Regions from separate parts of the Mus musculus genome. Here regions 1, 2, 3 and 5 are each linked to region 4. Evidence: chromatin contacts called from public promoter capture Hi-C data. All regions are on one chromosome and are shown on one strand. The core of a region is the stretch at or near the end of the contact, and the rest is flanking DNA. Distances in the headings are between cores, read along the strand shown. Region 1 holds the start of Tuba1c (tubulin, alpha 1C). Region 2 holds the start of Prkag1 (protein kinase, AMP-activated, gamma 1 non-catalytic subunit). Region 3 holds the start of 4930578M01Rik (RIKEN cDNA 4930578M01 gene). Region 4 holds the start of Slc11a2 (solute carrier family 11 (proton-coupled divalent metal ion transporters), member 2). Region 5 holds the start of Kmt2d (lysine (K)-specific methyltransferase 2D).

What was found. Promoter capture Hi-C pulls out the DNA fragments that hold promoters and counts their contacts.
Region 1: a promoter capture Hi-C map of liver shows a contact between it and region 4, with 5 times the contacts expected there. The contact joins the promoter of Tuba1c here to the promoter of Slc11a2 in region 4. A contact is called at or near these places in 2 of 39 promoter capture datasets (liver and pre-B cells).
Region 2: a contact with region 4 is called in a promoter capture Hi-C map of liver, with 4 times the contacts expected there. The contact joins the promoter of Prkag1 here to the promoter of Slc11a2 in region 4. A contact is called at or near these places in 2 of 39 promoter capture datasets (liver and pre-B cells).
Region 3: a contact with region 4 is called in a promoter capture Hi-C map of liver, with 5 times the contacts expected there. The contact joins the promoter of 4930578M01Rik here to the promoter of Slc11a2 in region 4. A contact is called at or near these places in 3 of 39 promoter capture datasets (hippocampal neurons, liver and pre-B cells).
Region 5: a promoter capture Hi-C map of pre-B cells shows a contact between it and region 4, with 5 times the contacts expected there. The contact joins the promoter of Kmt2d here to the promoter of Slc11a2 in region 4. A contact is called at or near these places in 3 of 39 promoter capture datasets (liver and pre-B cells) and 2 of 115 datasets of contacts at active chromatin or transcription factors (cardiomyocytes and pancreatic cancer cells).

What each region holds. Positions count from the first base shown.
Region 1 is chr15:99,028,536-99,031,235 of GRCm38.p6, forward strand. It overlaps Tuba1c (tubulin, alpha 1C), which reads left to right and starts at 1,356. Exons shown (of 4, transcript NM_009448.4): 1 at 1,356-1,889. The coding sequence starts at 1,887.
Region 2 is chr15:98,830,156-98,832,855 of GRCm38.p6, forward strand. Prkag1 (protein kinase, AMP-activated, gamma 1 non-catalytic subunit) reads right to left here and starts at 1,353. Exons shown (of 12, transcript NM_016781.2): 1 at 1,275-1,353. The coding sequence starts at 1,283. Kmt2d (lysine (K)-specific methyltransferase 2D) reads right to left here. Exons shown (of 55, transcript NM_001033276.3): 55 at 1,514-2,700.
Region 3 is chr15:98,984,565-98,987,264 of GRCm38.p6, forward strand. 4930578M01Rik (RIKEN cDNA 4930578M01 gene) reads left to right here and starts at 1,401. Exons shown (of 4, transcript NR_045991.1): 1 at 1,401-1,522.
Region 4 is chr15:100,421,605-100,424,304 of GRCm38.p6, forward strand. It overlaps Slc11a2 (solute carrier family 11 (proton-coupled divalent metal ion transporters), member 2), which reads right to left and starts at 1,451. Exons shown (of 17, transcript NM_008732.2): 1 at 1,358-1,451. Gm5475 (predicted gene 5475) reads left to right here and starts at 1,589. Exons shown (of 3, transcript NR_040351.1): 1 at 1,589-2,640.
Region 5 is chr15:98,869,777-98,872,476 of GRCm38.p6, forward strand. It overlaps Kmt2d (lysine (K)-specific methyltransferase 2D), which reads right to left and starts at 1,429. Exons shown (of 55, transcript NM_001033276.3): 1 at 1,238-1,429.

The DNA.
Region 1 (2,700 bases), core at 106-2,605, 1.4 Mb before region 4:
GTTGCCTTGCTGAGCTAGCAGGTCTTTACCATAGTTTAAGCCTCTGGTACTTTATTGGTATAAAGATTAGATAATTTAATCAGTTACAGTTGGTTCTCTCCTTACACTGGATAGGTCCTGGGAGTCAAACTCCCAAGTTCCTCGGGCTTGGTGGCAAATGACCTTACCACTGAGCCATCTTGTCTGCCTGTATTGTACCACTTTTCACAGCCATCCCTGGCATTCTAGTCTTTTCTATTTGAAACAAAGTAGCCTGGATCAAATTTGCCAGTCTTGTCCCCTGCCTGCTGAAATACAGGTATGCATCATCACATTCAAATAAGGGCGGCTTTTTAATTTGTGTGTGTGTGTGTGTGTGTGTGTGTGTGTGTGTGTGTGAGAGAGAGAGAGAGAGAGAGAGAGAGAGAGAGAGATTCTGTGTACGTGCATAGGCCAGAGGTCAATATGTTCCGTCTTCCTCTATGACTCTCCACCTTTTTTTTTTTTTTTTTTTTTTTTTTTTTTGAGACAAGGTTCCTCACTGAACTCTGATACTGCAAGAGCAGCTGGCCTGTGAGCTCCAGGCTCTTCCTGTCTCTCTCTCCTTAGTATGAAGAGGACAAGCAAGCACACCACTCCAGTTCCTTAAACTTTCCCAGGGATCTGTCTATCTCCTCAGCAGGACTGAATGGCACTTCTGAGAAATCTGCTTTGCGGAGTTGTTCAGACAAGTCTGTCTAGTGCAGGGCAGTGGGGCAGGGAAGTCCAACGTCTCCCGCGGTGGAGACACTTGCCTGCTTTGTTTCCCGAACTCTCCTCTCCTCTTGACTGTAAAATGAGGAGAGGAGCCCCCGGGCTCTTGGGCCAGAGAGAATGTGGTACTACAGAGTGAACTCTGCATCCCACAGACGCAGAGAAAGGAATTAGTGTGGATCGCCTGGGTTTAGCTTGAGCACTGCAGCGGGGACCCATCTTGGGGGGCGGGGGGGAGTTACGAGTTCCTCTCATAATGGGCCGAATAATTTTGTGCCTCTTAAGGCTCTTAAGACTCGGAATGTTTGCTTAAAGAGGAGCTGAGGCAGACTCTGCCTTCGAAAATAAAAGGGCGCTCGGGATGCTCTGGCAAATATCCTCAGGACTTGGGGGAAGGGTGGGGAGAAGGGAGGAAGGAGGAGAGGGCTAGCCTTCTAGAAGGCGGGAGTAAAGAGTAAGGTGCTTAGGACCCATTGGAGGCAACTGAGACCTAGGTTAGGAAAGATTGCCTTCAGGGGCTGCAACCCTGGTGATGTTGTAACCGGCTTTGGCTTGAGCTAACTTCAGCTCCACCCCTCCCACTGTGCCGTCAAGTTGACTGGGCGTTTCCATCTTGGCCCCCTGAAGCTGTCGCAGTCACCACCCTGCCGGCAGCCCCGGGTCACCTCTCTGGCTCACTCTTCCGGGCTCCAAGGCCTGGGTGGGGCGACCGAGCCACAAGTGCGGCGGCGATCAGCTGTGAGTCCCCGGTGGCTGAGCCAGGCCGCCCCCCTCTCTACCTGGGACTTTCTTCCGGCCAGAGCTCCACAAAGATCTCGCTGTCCTCCAACTTCCAATCGCCTTCCCCACCTTCTTCCCCGCCCCACCTGGCCCTGGCGTGGACCCTGGGTGTCTCCTCCCCTTCCCACTTCCAGCTCCTTCTACGGAGTTTGATTTGAACTTTCGAACCCGCCAATCATCGGCTTCGCTGCGGCCCGGGGCGGGGTCCGGTGTCCGCCCTCCCGACGCGTGGCCCGGCCAGGGTATATAAGCCCTGTCCTGGAGGCGGACCTTACACAGCTTCTCCCCCGGACTCCTTGGTAGTCTGTTAGTGGGAGATCTTCGTCACCCTTTTTCACTTCCTCAGTTTTCGCGGACCACTTCAAGGACTAAATATGGTGAGTATGGCTTTGGGGTAGCGGCGAGGTCGTCTGAAGGGACCGCGGGAGCTGAGGGCTGCCCGGGAGACGATACCTGCAATAGCCCCACGACGGCCGCCTCCAGTTAGACTGGCTTCTGGCGTTTGGGGTGTGAGAGCCTAGTCCACTAAACTAGTGTCGCTTTGGGCTGGAGGGCTCGTCCCGATCCTCTGTCTCGATCCTCCTGGGAGAGCATCCCGTCTCGGCCGCCGGTCGCTCCCGGAAAGGCAGGGAACTTTCACAATGATCACGAGAGTTTGGAGAAACTCAAAGGTCTCCATTTTCCTCAAATGATGTCGCTCTCCCAGCTGGGATAGCCCAGAGGACCTCGTGCGCTCTGGACAGGACTGAGCAAATACTTCCGGGCACCGTCTCCACGCCCTGTGACTCGCTGCTGAGTCACCTGTGGCCAGTCCCCGGCCCTTCCAGCTGCAGCTGTGCACCTGAGAAGGCGAGCTCCTCCGTAGGAGGGAATAATTGGCGTCAGATCCCCTAAGCCAGCCTAGTTTTTAGTGTTACTTCAACGGCATATTTATATTTAGCCCAGTTAAGAAAAAATGTCCGTAAAAAATTTTTTTTTCAATTTAAAGCTAGAGTAAACTACCAACAGCGGGTTTTTTTCTCTCCCTTCCCCTCTCCCCCCCCTCTCTCTCTCTCCTTCCTTCCTTCCTTCCTTCCTTCCTTCCTTCCTTCCTTCCTTCCTTCGATAAAGGGTTTCTTTGTAGCTCTGGCTGTAATAGAACTCACCCTGTAGACCAGGATGGTCTGGAACTCAGAGCTCTGCCTGCCT
Region 2 (2,700 bases), core at 103-2,602, 1.6 Mb before region 4:
CCAGCACTTGAAGGCAGAGGCAGGCGGATTTCTGAGTTCTGAGGCCAGCCTGGTCTACAGAGTGAGTTCCAGGACAGCTGCCAGGGCTACCCAGAGAAACCCTGTCTCAGGGGAGGGGAAAAAAAAAAAGCCCTAAGGACAGTACTTACTACAGTCTACCTTAACTAACAGCCTTCCCGGTACCTCTCATCTCTGTCTCTCTGTACTCCAGTATATATAAAGCAAAGGGCTAAATTCGTAAATATAGAGAAAAGTTGCTTTAGAACTATATACTCACAGTTCACTTATAATGTAAATAATACATTTACAAGTTAGAAACGTGTTGTTTTAAATTTAATGTAATCAAACTACTTTTGCTGAGAATGCTTTCTCTGTAGAAAAACAAAATCCTTGGTTAGAGGACCACCTGCATACCATTTTACCACTTTATCCTTCCTTCTTTATAAACTAAGTTACACTATTCCTCTGCACACAAAGGGGCGGGGGGGGGGGGAGGGGGAGAGAATTTACTCCAGGCCAAGTAACTGACTCAAAGAAAACGCAATTCTAAGAAGAGCGAACCTGCAAGTATTACATGGATATATGGTGGGGGAAGACAAACCCCAAGCTGCCCTCAGAAGATACTCGGTTAAAAACTACGGAGCAGGAAGTCGATGGGAGGGCCTTCGGAGTGGCAGAGAAAGCTCCTGCGAATGAGGTCGGTCAAACAAGTAAGTAGCAGATAAACCTACCGCATCTGTAAAGAGCCGAGCCGACGGTGCTCGCCAAGAACGAGCTGTCAACACGCATGCACAGCGTCACTGATCAGGACACGACCTAAACTTGTCCAGGGGACACAGTGGCCTCCTGGATTCCTTCCTTCGCGGAAAATTCAATTCTCGGGCTTAGTAAAGGAATGGAACCTCGCAGGATGCCAACAATTGCTTAAGCAATCGCACAAACGGGGTCCTGGAGCTCCCTGCAAGCCGGGCTCGCTCACCTAATACGCGGGATCACAACCCCGCTCTCATGCAAACTTCGGAAAGGACTTGAGGCACTCATGGGCAGGGGGCTCCAAGCTCACAACCCGCTCCCTATCTCTCAGGGTACCGCGGACCCCTGGCGGGCGGGCGGGCGGGCGGGCACGGGTGTGGCCCAGACCTAGGAGAGGCGCCCACCCGAGCAGAGGAAGGGGAGTCCCGGACTCCAGCGCCAAGCCGGGCCGGCCTTCCCCGGCTCCTAGCGGGGGGTCTCCGGCTCCACAGCGCCCCCCGCCGCCCTCCTGCGCCACTCACCGACTCCATTGCTAGCGCCCGCCAGTTCCTCAGCTTGGAAAGCTCCCTGGCGCCAGACCCCGCCCCACATCCGGTGCCGCGCACCACTTCCGCCTACGTCAGACCCCAGCCGCAGGGCGGAAGGCGGGGAACCCACCCTTCCGGCGGTGGCTGAGCCTGGTTTATTGGGTAACCTTCCTCTCCCAGCTCTCCAGGACCTTAAGATCTGGCCAACGGCGAGGGTCATGGGACAGAGGCACTTGTATTTAAAATGTTCTTTTTTTATTTATCGTTTAAAAACAAACTTTGAAGAAGCAAAATCCAAAACTTGCCCTTTGCCTCTCGCAACATAAATTATGTACAGTTCAGAATGATCGCTGATACAAAACATGCCAAGGACAGGGGCGCTGGGGGTGGAGGAAGAGAGAGCGCTTTAAAAAAGGGAACCATTTCATCCGTTGTCACGAAGGACCAACCTTGCTGTACAGGATACACACAACACAAAAGAAAGTTCTTCACGGGTTCACACTTGTCAGCGATTTATTTTTTTTTAAAGGGGGAGGGTCCTGGAGGTGAAGGTAGAAGGTAAAAAGGGAGAAACTGAAAATTGAGTGCAAGTGTAAACCAACCCAAAATACAAACACAGGGGGCGGGGTTGGGGGTGGGATTCTGATGCAATTATACAGGCAGGGTACTTTAAAAAAAAAAAAAAAACCAACAACAACCAAAATTCCAACCTTGTAGCGTGGGTCTGAGTTATAGTTTATATAAAAATTAAAAACTGTATAAGGTTTCTTCACTAAATTCTACAGGACTATCGGATACCTAGCATATGCTTACAAAGTCTGCCCCTTCTCCTTTCCCAGTTCTAGGGCCCAAACCCCAACCAGAGCCTGACTCACAGGAGACCATCTCCCCCACCTAATGCCTAGACCGTTCAGCTCTGTGGCTTTGGGGACAGCAAGCCCAGGTTCCCACTGTCTAGTCTAATTACAATGGTTTCCGTGGGAGTGTGGGGGAGTTGTTATTCTCAAACATTTGCAGCTTGAAACAGTTGAGGAAGCAGCTTTAAAAAAAAAAAAAAGAAAAGAAAAGAAAAAAAAAAGGCCAGAAAAAAAAAAAAAAAAAAAAAAAAAACCCAAAAATCTCCCTACCCCCATCAATCCACAATCCCCCAAATTTAAAACAAAACAAAAACCTAAAATCACAACAGCAACCGCCCTACCCCTCCAGCAGGCCTGCCCATTTGCCACCATCCAGCCCATCTCTACAATCCAGATAATCTGATTCTTGAAAATAGTAATTACAAAATGCCCTCTGCCCACAGCCCCTAGGAGAGAACTGCATAGAAGCGTCATTTCATCCCCTCGCTCCACCAGAGAGGGGTCTGAGGCCTCACACACCCTCTACCCTACCGCTACCCGCAGGAAGAGGTTCGTCTGCAGCA
Region 3 (2,700 bases), core at 151-2,650, 1.4 Mb before region 4:
TCTGTCAAGCTATTATACCAAATTTCCAAGGCTTTATTCGTTTAATTTGGCGTTGATGTAGGCCATTAGTAATGAACAACAAAAGTTCTCAGAGAGGGACATTTAATTATCTTAAAGATAAAGTTAGAGATCAGGTGAAGTGGGAGGGCTGGGGCCCACATGTCCCTGTGGCCTGAGTTATTGTCCATTTATTCTCTCATTTAATCCTCACACCACTCTCTGGAGCCTGTCTCTTTCTAGCCTCTCCTCTTGGTAGATAAGGAAATTAGTCCAACAACACAAAGAAACACAGCCGATACCTCCCCTCCCCCGCCCAGGCTGGTCCAGTTCCGAGAGCCACAATGTGAGAACCTTTTTGGTAGAAGTAAGAAATATTAAATATTGAAAACCATCGAATTCACGATGAGAGGTTAAGCCGACATCTGTCTGTCTCTATGGACACAGACCAGTGGCTTTAGCCTAGTGTGTTCCTGCCACAACCTTTACAGCAAGGGGGTAATCTTTTATTTTCTTTTTCTTTTTTTTAAATGTTTATTAGATTTATTTATTCTGATCTTTTATTTTCTGACAACGTCTCTGCCCCCGCCCAGTTCTTCTTTCTCTTACATACCCATTATGTTAATAAACTATCTTATAAAATGTCACTACTCTGTCACTTTAAGCCAGGCCCCGGTCCAGAGAGCCAATGTTACCAACATTTCTCCTTCGGTCTTCACGGATGTATGTGTATAAGTGTGTCATTTGTTTTGTGTGACTTTTAGAAACAGGAACCGCGCCATGCTGTATTTTCTGTTTGACTTGTCTGTCCTTTTCCTCTCTGTGCCCTGTGGAGCTCCTTTTAAACGTTTCTGCCTCTTCCTCCCAGCTGATGCGGCTAGCATCAGAACCTTTCCCTTGTTTTCACTCAGCTCTTGAAATGACTTCATGGCACAAGCCAACATCTAACTGGGTTTGTATTCACGGGGCGGGTTGAAACAGGCACACGCGTTATGGCTGACTGGAGTGTTACTAACAACACAGAGGAACTAGAGAAGCAGGCGGCCCATAGCAGCACGGTAAGCGCAGAGACCCAGCGCAGGCGCGCTGTGTTCTCACCGTTTATCGTTAGCCCCCTGCCTCCGGGTGGTTAACCCCCACTCTCCAGTCCTTTATTCCTTACACCTGAGGTATTAGTGGCCGACTCACAAAGGCGATGTTGTAAACACGAAGTGAGGTAGCCCAGGGAACGAATCGCAAACCTGGTGTACTGAGCGCTTTCACTTCTGGGATGGTCTTTCAGAGGAAGCACGTCACTGTGGCTCGAGGGAGGGTGGTTAAGGAATGGAGCTATGGGTGTGGTTGGTAGCCTGGAAAGTCCCGGAGGATGGACACGGGGATGCACAGCTGTGACCCAAACCCTTGGGAGACTGAAGAAGCCAGTCTGTCCCACACCGGGAGACTCTGTCCAAAACAAAACAGAAACAACAGTAACAAAACTGGAGAATGCCAGCCGGGAAGACTGTTGATTAGCGGTGTTTCTTGTGTGAGTGAGCTTTGTCACATATAAAATAGGGTGATAGCCAGGGCTATACAGAAAAACCAAAAAAAAAAAAAAAAAGGGTGATAGTGACATCTGGTCTTTTCCAAGTGCAGCCCCCTTTAACCCTCACAGCCGCACCTGTGACGCGGCCTGAGTTTCTTTCTTTCTTTTTTTAATTTATATATTTTATTTATATGAGTACACTGTAGCTGTCTTCAGAAACACCAGGTCCCTTTACAGATGGTTGTGAGCCACCATGTGGTTGCTGGGATTTGAAATCAGGTCCTCTGGAAGAGCAGTCAGTGCTCTCAACCGCTGAGCCATCTCTCCAGCCCCGCAGCCTGAGTTTCTAAATGAGATAATCTATGACTGGAAAGCACTTAGGGTATTTTTGGAGTAAATGATGTTGCGTTATTGTACTGTGCCGATGGTGTGGCCTAAACTTGGCATGAGCTCACATTCGCTGTCTCTTTAATGCTTTTCTTAGTTGCTTTATTTCTTTTGAGACCTTCAAGGATGGGGGTGGGGGTGGGGGTGGGAGCTGTCTTTGAACTCCTGAACCTCCTGCTTCTGCCTCCTGAGTGCTGGGATTACCATCGTGTGCCAGAGCATCTAGCTAATACTCATGAACTCCATGGATATCTGCTGCATGTCTAAAGCCTCGACGTATGTGTGGAAAATATGAAGTGCAAAACAGATCTTGTCCCCAAAAGCGCTTATGATTTTTAAATCGAGGTTCTTTAAAATATGAGGTAACATATTTTGGGAACTTCGAACCCCGAGATTAAAAGCTTTGCTAATGCCCACTGTAGGGGTAGCTGCCATCAACCAACACAAGGCAGAATTATGAATATTCACAATTTGTGAATATTAATATTTTTTTCAAATATTATGAAAAATTTTATCAACTTTTTTTTTTAAACTTACAAACGTAAAGATAAGCCGGTGACATCTGCTTATTTGTTCTAGCTGAGCCTCGAATGTGAAAGGGAGCCTTTGAAGGGTCTCCAGGAGGGCTAACCAGGCTGGTCTCAGGGCTGTCTGAGGGCTGGGGCAGCTGCGGGCAGCCAGTCTCCTGCTGTGTAGCTCTCACAGAAGCACACAAATATTCCATTGTTCTAAACACAATACAAGCGGATACTTAGCGGGCAGATGAAATTTAGTAGGAACCAAAACACACA
Region 4 (2,700 bases), core at 201-2,700:
TACTGCAGGAAACAGCCTAAAACGTTACTTAACCACCCCATTCAATAAACTCAGCAGAAGCCAAGTTTGAGTGGTAAAAGTCTGTGATCTCAGCAGAGGCAGGAGGATCACTGTAAGCTAGAGGACAATTTGGTCTACACTGCAAGTTCAAGGCCAGTTAACGAGAGGTAGCCAGATCTAGTCTCAAAAAGACAAAGAGTAAGAAGGTACTGTCAGCACCTTGCATCTCTTCACCTGTAATTAGATGCACTTGCAGACTAACAGTATGGCTAGAAAGCCTTGCCTGGAGGACCTTTGGCAATAGCCCAGGGGACTCAGGGCAAAGACTACTGAGAAGGTTAAAGTCTTTAAGGAAACAGCAGGCACAAGCAAGCAGTAATTTAAAAAAAAAAAATACCGGTCAGCAGGAGACTGCCCTAAGCACTTTACCTGTATTAACTAACAACACCAACAGCCCTGACAGACCCAACCTTCACCACCACCACCACCACCACCCCATCCCCCCACCCCACCTTTAAGTGTGGACCGCAGGAAAGCTTAAGGAGCCTGAACCAAAAGTTAACACAGCCAAGAAGTAAGGAGACTTGGTCAGGGTGGAGAATGCCACGGTGGACAACGTGGACAGTTTCCCGTGGTTTCCCCACGGGTCACATGGAAGCTCTCGGATGCCCACCGGCCCTCACCAGCTCTTCTCCCATATTTTGCTTTTGCTGCCTTAAATCACACCGTTGAAAACCAAGGGATAACCGAGTGTCTCCATTTTATACAGCGGAAACTCTACTTCTGAGGATGCCCTTCCAAATATGATGTATCCAAGAAACGGACAAAGAATCCAAAGGTGGAATATCAAACAAATGAGTTTGCAAACTACCCGGCCTAGGACGCCGCTGAGAAGGGGAGTATCCATCGCGTGCAAGTGTCCCTGAACGAGGCCTTGGAAGGCGCAGGGTCCCAGGCTGCACACACAGCCGGACAACCGAGCAGCACTCAACCGCGAGGCCTGAGGCCTTCGGGCAGACCGCGCAGCTCCCGCAGCCGCTGGGCTGACAGGGCGCTGCGCTGCAGGGCACCCGGGGCTCCGGGAGGGCACTGCGGTCGCACCCCCCGGCCGGCCGGCCGCGGAAGGGTGGTCCGGTGTCCCGGGTGGCGGTGAAGAGCCGAGGCCCGTGATCGTCGGCGCCTATGCTGAGCCGGGAGCCCTCCCGGTCTCCTCGGGATACCGGGTTCCCTCCCCGGGCTCGCCGCTGCGCCCTCCCCGCAGGCTGCTCCAGCCCCGTAGGTCGCCGTCCGAGCCCCCTCGCACGCCCGCGCACAGCGGGCCGCCGTAACCCCTGACCCTGCCAGCACCCCGGCTTACCGGCTCCGCCACCTCCACACACGCCGCGCCGGCGACTCCATATCCCAGGAGCCAGCGGCGACCCAGTCAACCTCCTGCCCTCCCGTGATTGGCCGGCCGGGCGGGAGCCCCCCTCTCCTGATTGGCTGGACTCCTGCAGCTGCGGGATTGCGTGGCCGGCGGACCGGGAACGGAGGCTCCGCCCATCCGAGCTGCCTGGGGGCGGGGCCTGAGCGGGGGCGGGGCTGATCCGGAGGCGTGATTCCGCCGGGCGCGCCACGGTCCTCGCAGTTCAAACCTTCGGCGTTCTTATATTGGCAACTCCCATCCCCGGAATGCTCGGGACATATACATTTTTGTCATAGTTCCCGCCACTTCCTTTTAGGCAGCTACACGCCTTTTTCCTCCTAAGAGATGATAACTCCGAGAAACAGCTACACTCGATCCTAAGGCGCCATGGCAGTCCCTATTAGCTTCTTGAGCCACTGCTCGGTGCCCACTGACGCGCCAAGAACACCCCACGCCTGGGAGGAACCGAGAAACTTCGACCAGTGGAGCCAGTTCGGCTGCACCCGTCGTCCTACTCCCAAGACTCACAGTGATCCCACCTGGCTCTGTCTCTTCTCCACACATTTTATCCTGCCTGCCCCCAAAACAGTCCCACTCCATCCCCGGCCTCAGCCTCACCTCTTCGCAGTTTTATGACCTGACAACCCCCCGCCCCAAGTTGCCACCGAAAAGGACTTCTCGATTTCCCCTACAACAGTATAGATGACAGCCCTGTTTTCTTCATATAGAAACTGCCGGGAGAAATGTTCATTATTTGGTAAGAACGGAGATAGGAAGAAAGGGTAAACCCTAAAGATGGAAACTTTAAAAAAAAAAAAAAAATGACAGCAAAAGCAAACAGAAAGGCCCCTGGCTGGGGCTGCTGCTCTTCATACAGAATCGTCACCTGAAAGAAGAGAAACTACAAATTAATCTTGGCCGCCTCTCCAGCTCATCCGTGGCGTTGGAGAAAGGCTTCTTAAATGCCTTCGAGCCCAGAACCTTTCTTCTGGGACCTTCCGCTGCATCTAGAAAAGAAAGGGGCGAGATCTGTTTGTGTCAGCGTCCAGGTGTGCTCCTCGGCTGGCCAGCGTCCCTGGGCTGTGGCCACTTACTTAGCTCACAGTTGGGAGCAGCTGCTGCCGCCCTTGGCTGCTTCTTCCCCATGGTGCAGGACTGGTTTGGCTTTTCAGAGCAGCGCAGCCTCTATATATGCAGAGGAGTACGCCTCCCCTTGGCTAGAGAGAACACTTAAGGTAGGTCAACACTGAGGGAAAAATTTCAAACCGCACCCTTCAAAGCATAATCAAATTTCA
Region 5 (2,700 bases), core at 179-2,678, 1.6 Mb before region 4:
AAGCTTTCAAGGGCAAACCCCCTGCTTTCCCCTTTCTGAGACAATACTCAAGGAGACCTAGCAAATGTATTTTGGAGGGGGTGGAATGAGGGCGCAAAATGCACTAGCCAAATCCCTGCTGGGCAACATGACAGGTGTGAGAGAGGCTGTCCCCAGCCCGGGGCCCAGAGGCTGAGGCGGGAGGCTCATGCTGCACCCTTCCTGCTGTAGATACACACCCCTTCTCCCCAGCACCTCCTACCAGGGCTGGAAACACTGGCTTCCAGCAGAAAAGAGCACAAATAAAGTCATTTCTCCATCAAAGAGGCACAAGCTAGCCTACTCTGCAGAGCCGGGGCAGCACCTGAGAACTATTTACCATTCCGTAGCCAGAAAAGCATTGTAGAGATCTGGCGGGGGCTTTCAGGATTGGCCAGGGACTCATGGGCAGCTAACTCTACACTAGGCCCAGAGAAAGCAAGAGACAAAAGCCATTTTTTTGCAGCCCACATTCGTAGAGAACAGATCTCAACGGCCTCCTCTATAATCCCCCGGAGATTATGTCCATCCCAAGAGGAGGGGAAACGAAGCAGGCTAAGACACCACTAGGCCTTGCTGGGGTCACTTTGCCAGGCAGAGTAGTTAAGTTGAACAGCAGGGGCAGAGCTGCCCCAGCCCCACCTCCTTCATGCCCCAGCTCCCCTCTTCATCGCACCAGTTTCCACCCACCCTCCCCCCCCCCCCCCACCTCCCGGGTGAAGGACTCAGGGCTCCTTGAGTTTCCCACGGATTGTTTTGGGTGCCCAGGTAGGTAGGAACAACATTAAAGTCCAATCTGGCAGTATGTGGGACCTGGCAGTGGCATCCCCCCACCAAGTTGCTCTGTCCCAAGGAACCCTGGGGGTGGGGGTGGGGGACAACAGCCTGGGATTGGTGTTGGCATCAGGGCCTGGGTCCTAGTTTGGTCGAACTCCCTCAACACAAAAATAAACAGGCAGAGAGGCTATCTGGACATGTTCCCAAACTCCTGTAGTTCCCTGAACCCCCAATCTTTAAAGAGGCACACCCCAAGAAACCAGGCCTCGGTTCTGCCGTGGCAACTGGCTCAGATTCCCTTGACAGACCCTGCCAAAGGAACCCTCCCCAGCTCTGGCACCCCTTTCTCCAACCTAAAGGCCAGCCACCGGCCAAGATAGTCCATCTGGCTGTGCCCCTAGTCCAACCCTTTCTGGGCCCAGGCCGGGCGGACTTCACTCACCTCTTCACAGGGCGATCCAGAAATCCTCATCCGAGAACATGGCCAGAGCCCGGGCCGCTCCCCGACCTCCAACCGCCAGAGCGAGCACAGCCGCCCCCCACTCGGGGGGGCTTAGGGAGACCAAGAACGGTAAATCCAGGTCGGAGTGGTCACCCTTCCCCCGGGGGTTTAAAAAAAAAAAAAAAAAAAAAAGCAAAAATCCAACAGGGGTTCTCTGCCTCAGGTTCCAGCAGTTTAGGTTTCCATGAACAGCCCCAGGGCGGCGAATCCCGAGCGGACACAAAGAGAGCACCGGTGGCTTTGATCTTGGGCGAGCAGGCTCCGCATCCGCGTCGCGGGGCGGCCTCTCAGTCCTAGGGCCCGGCCAGCGCCCCGGCCGCCCGCGCCGGGCTCGGGCGGAACGTCGAGGCTCTCCAGATGGAACGTCGAGGCGCCTCCCCAGCAGCCCGGAAGGAATGCCGCGCCGCGCCGCGCCGCGCGCCGGGCCCGGATGGAACGTGAGCCCCTCGCAGCCGCGCCGAGCCCCTCTCCCCGCCGGGCCGGCGCCCCGGGGCCGCGCGAGCTACGGCGACGCGGAGCCGGCGGGGCCGAACCTGACACACACCCAGCGCCGGGCTCCGCGACCCCGAGCGTCCCCCCTCGGCGGCTTCGAGCCCCCCACCTTCTGCTCCCCCCGGGGAAGGGAGGAGGGTTGGTGGGCGAGGAAGAGGAAGGGGCGGGCGGTGCGAGCCCTCTGCCCGCTCCCCTCCGGCCGCTCCAGGCCCAGCGCTCGCCTCCCTTCCCCTCTGGCCTCGGGAGCTGCCCCGCCCCCGGCCTGGCCGCCTGTGGTCAGCGGCACCCCCTAGACCCCCGGCAGGCACTGATCGCGGGGGGTCTAGAGGTGCATGGTCCAACCCCGGCTCCCGGCGCCGGGGGGTCAGGAAACTGAGCGGAAAGTGGGGAACGAGGCAGCCATTTGCAACCGGAGAGGAAAGTAGTGCAGCGCGGCGCCGCTCCGCCTCCCCCCTCCGCCTCCTGCTCGGCCGGTAGGGTGGTTCCTGCGAAGAGGCTCTTTCCTCGCCTTGGAGCTGGGCAGCGATCGTAGAGACTCGTGGAGCGTCCGGCGCGAGATCCAGGGGGCCCTTTTGCCTGGGGAACCCCACTCGAGAAGGGGAGAAAGGAGAAGAGGAGGCCCTATTTTGTGTTGGAGCGGGGCGGCGGAGGGGTACAGCCCTCTTGGAGGAAAGGCTGTGACTCTGCAGTTCTACGCACACGCTCCGGGATCCCTCCGCTGCAGATTAACCCCGACTGCGCCAGGCTGGCCGCCGGGCAGACACGTGGGAATAAAGCCCCCCTCTTCTTCGCCACGGCCCAGGAGCTGCCTCCTTTACCTTCTGGGTGGTAAAGCTAGGATTCTGGCCACTTTTTAATTCTGTTCCCTAAAGTCACTGACCCTTGGAACTCCTTTCTTTGGCTGGGGGACA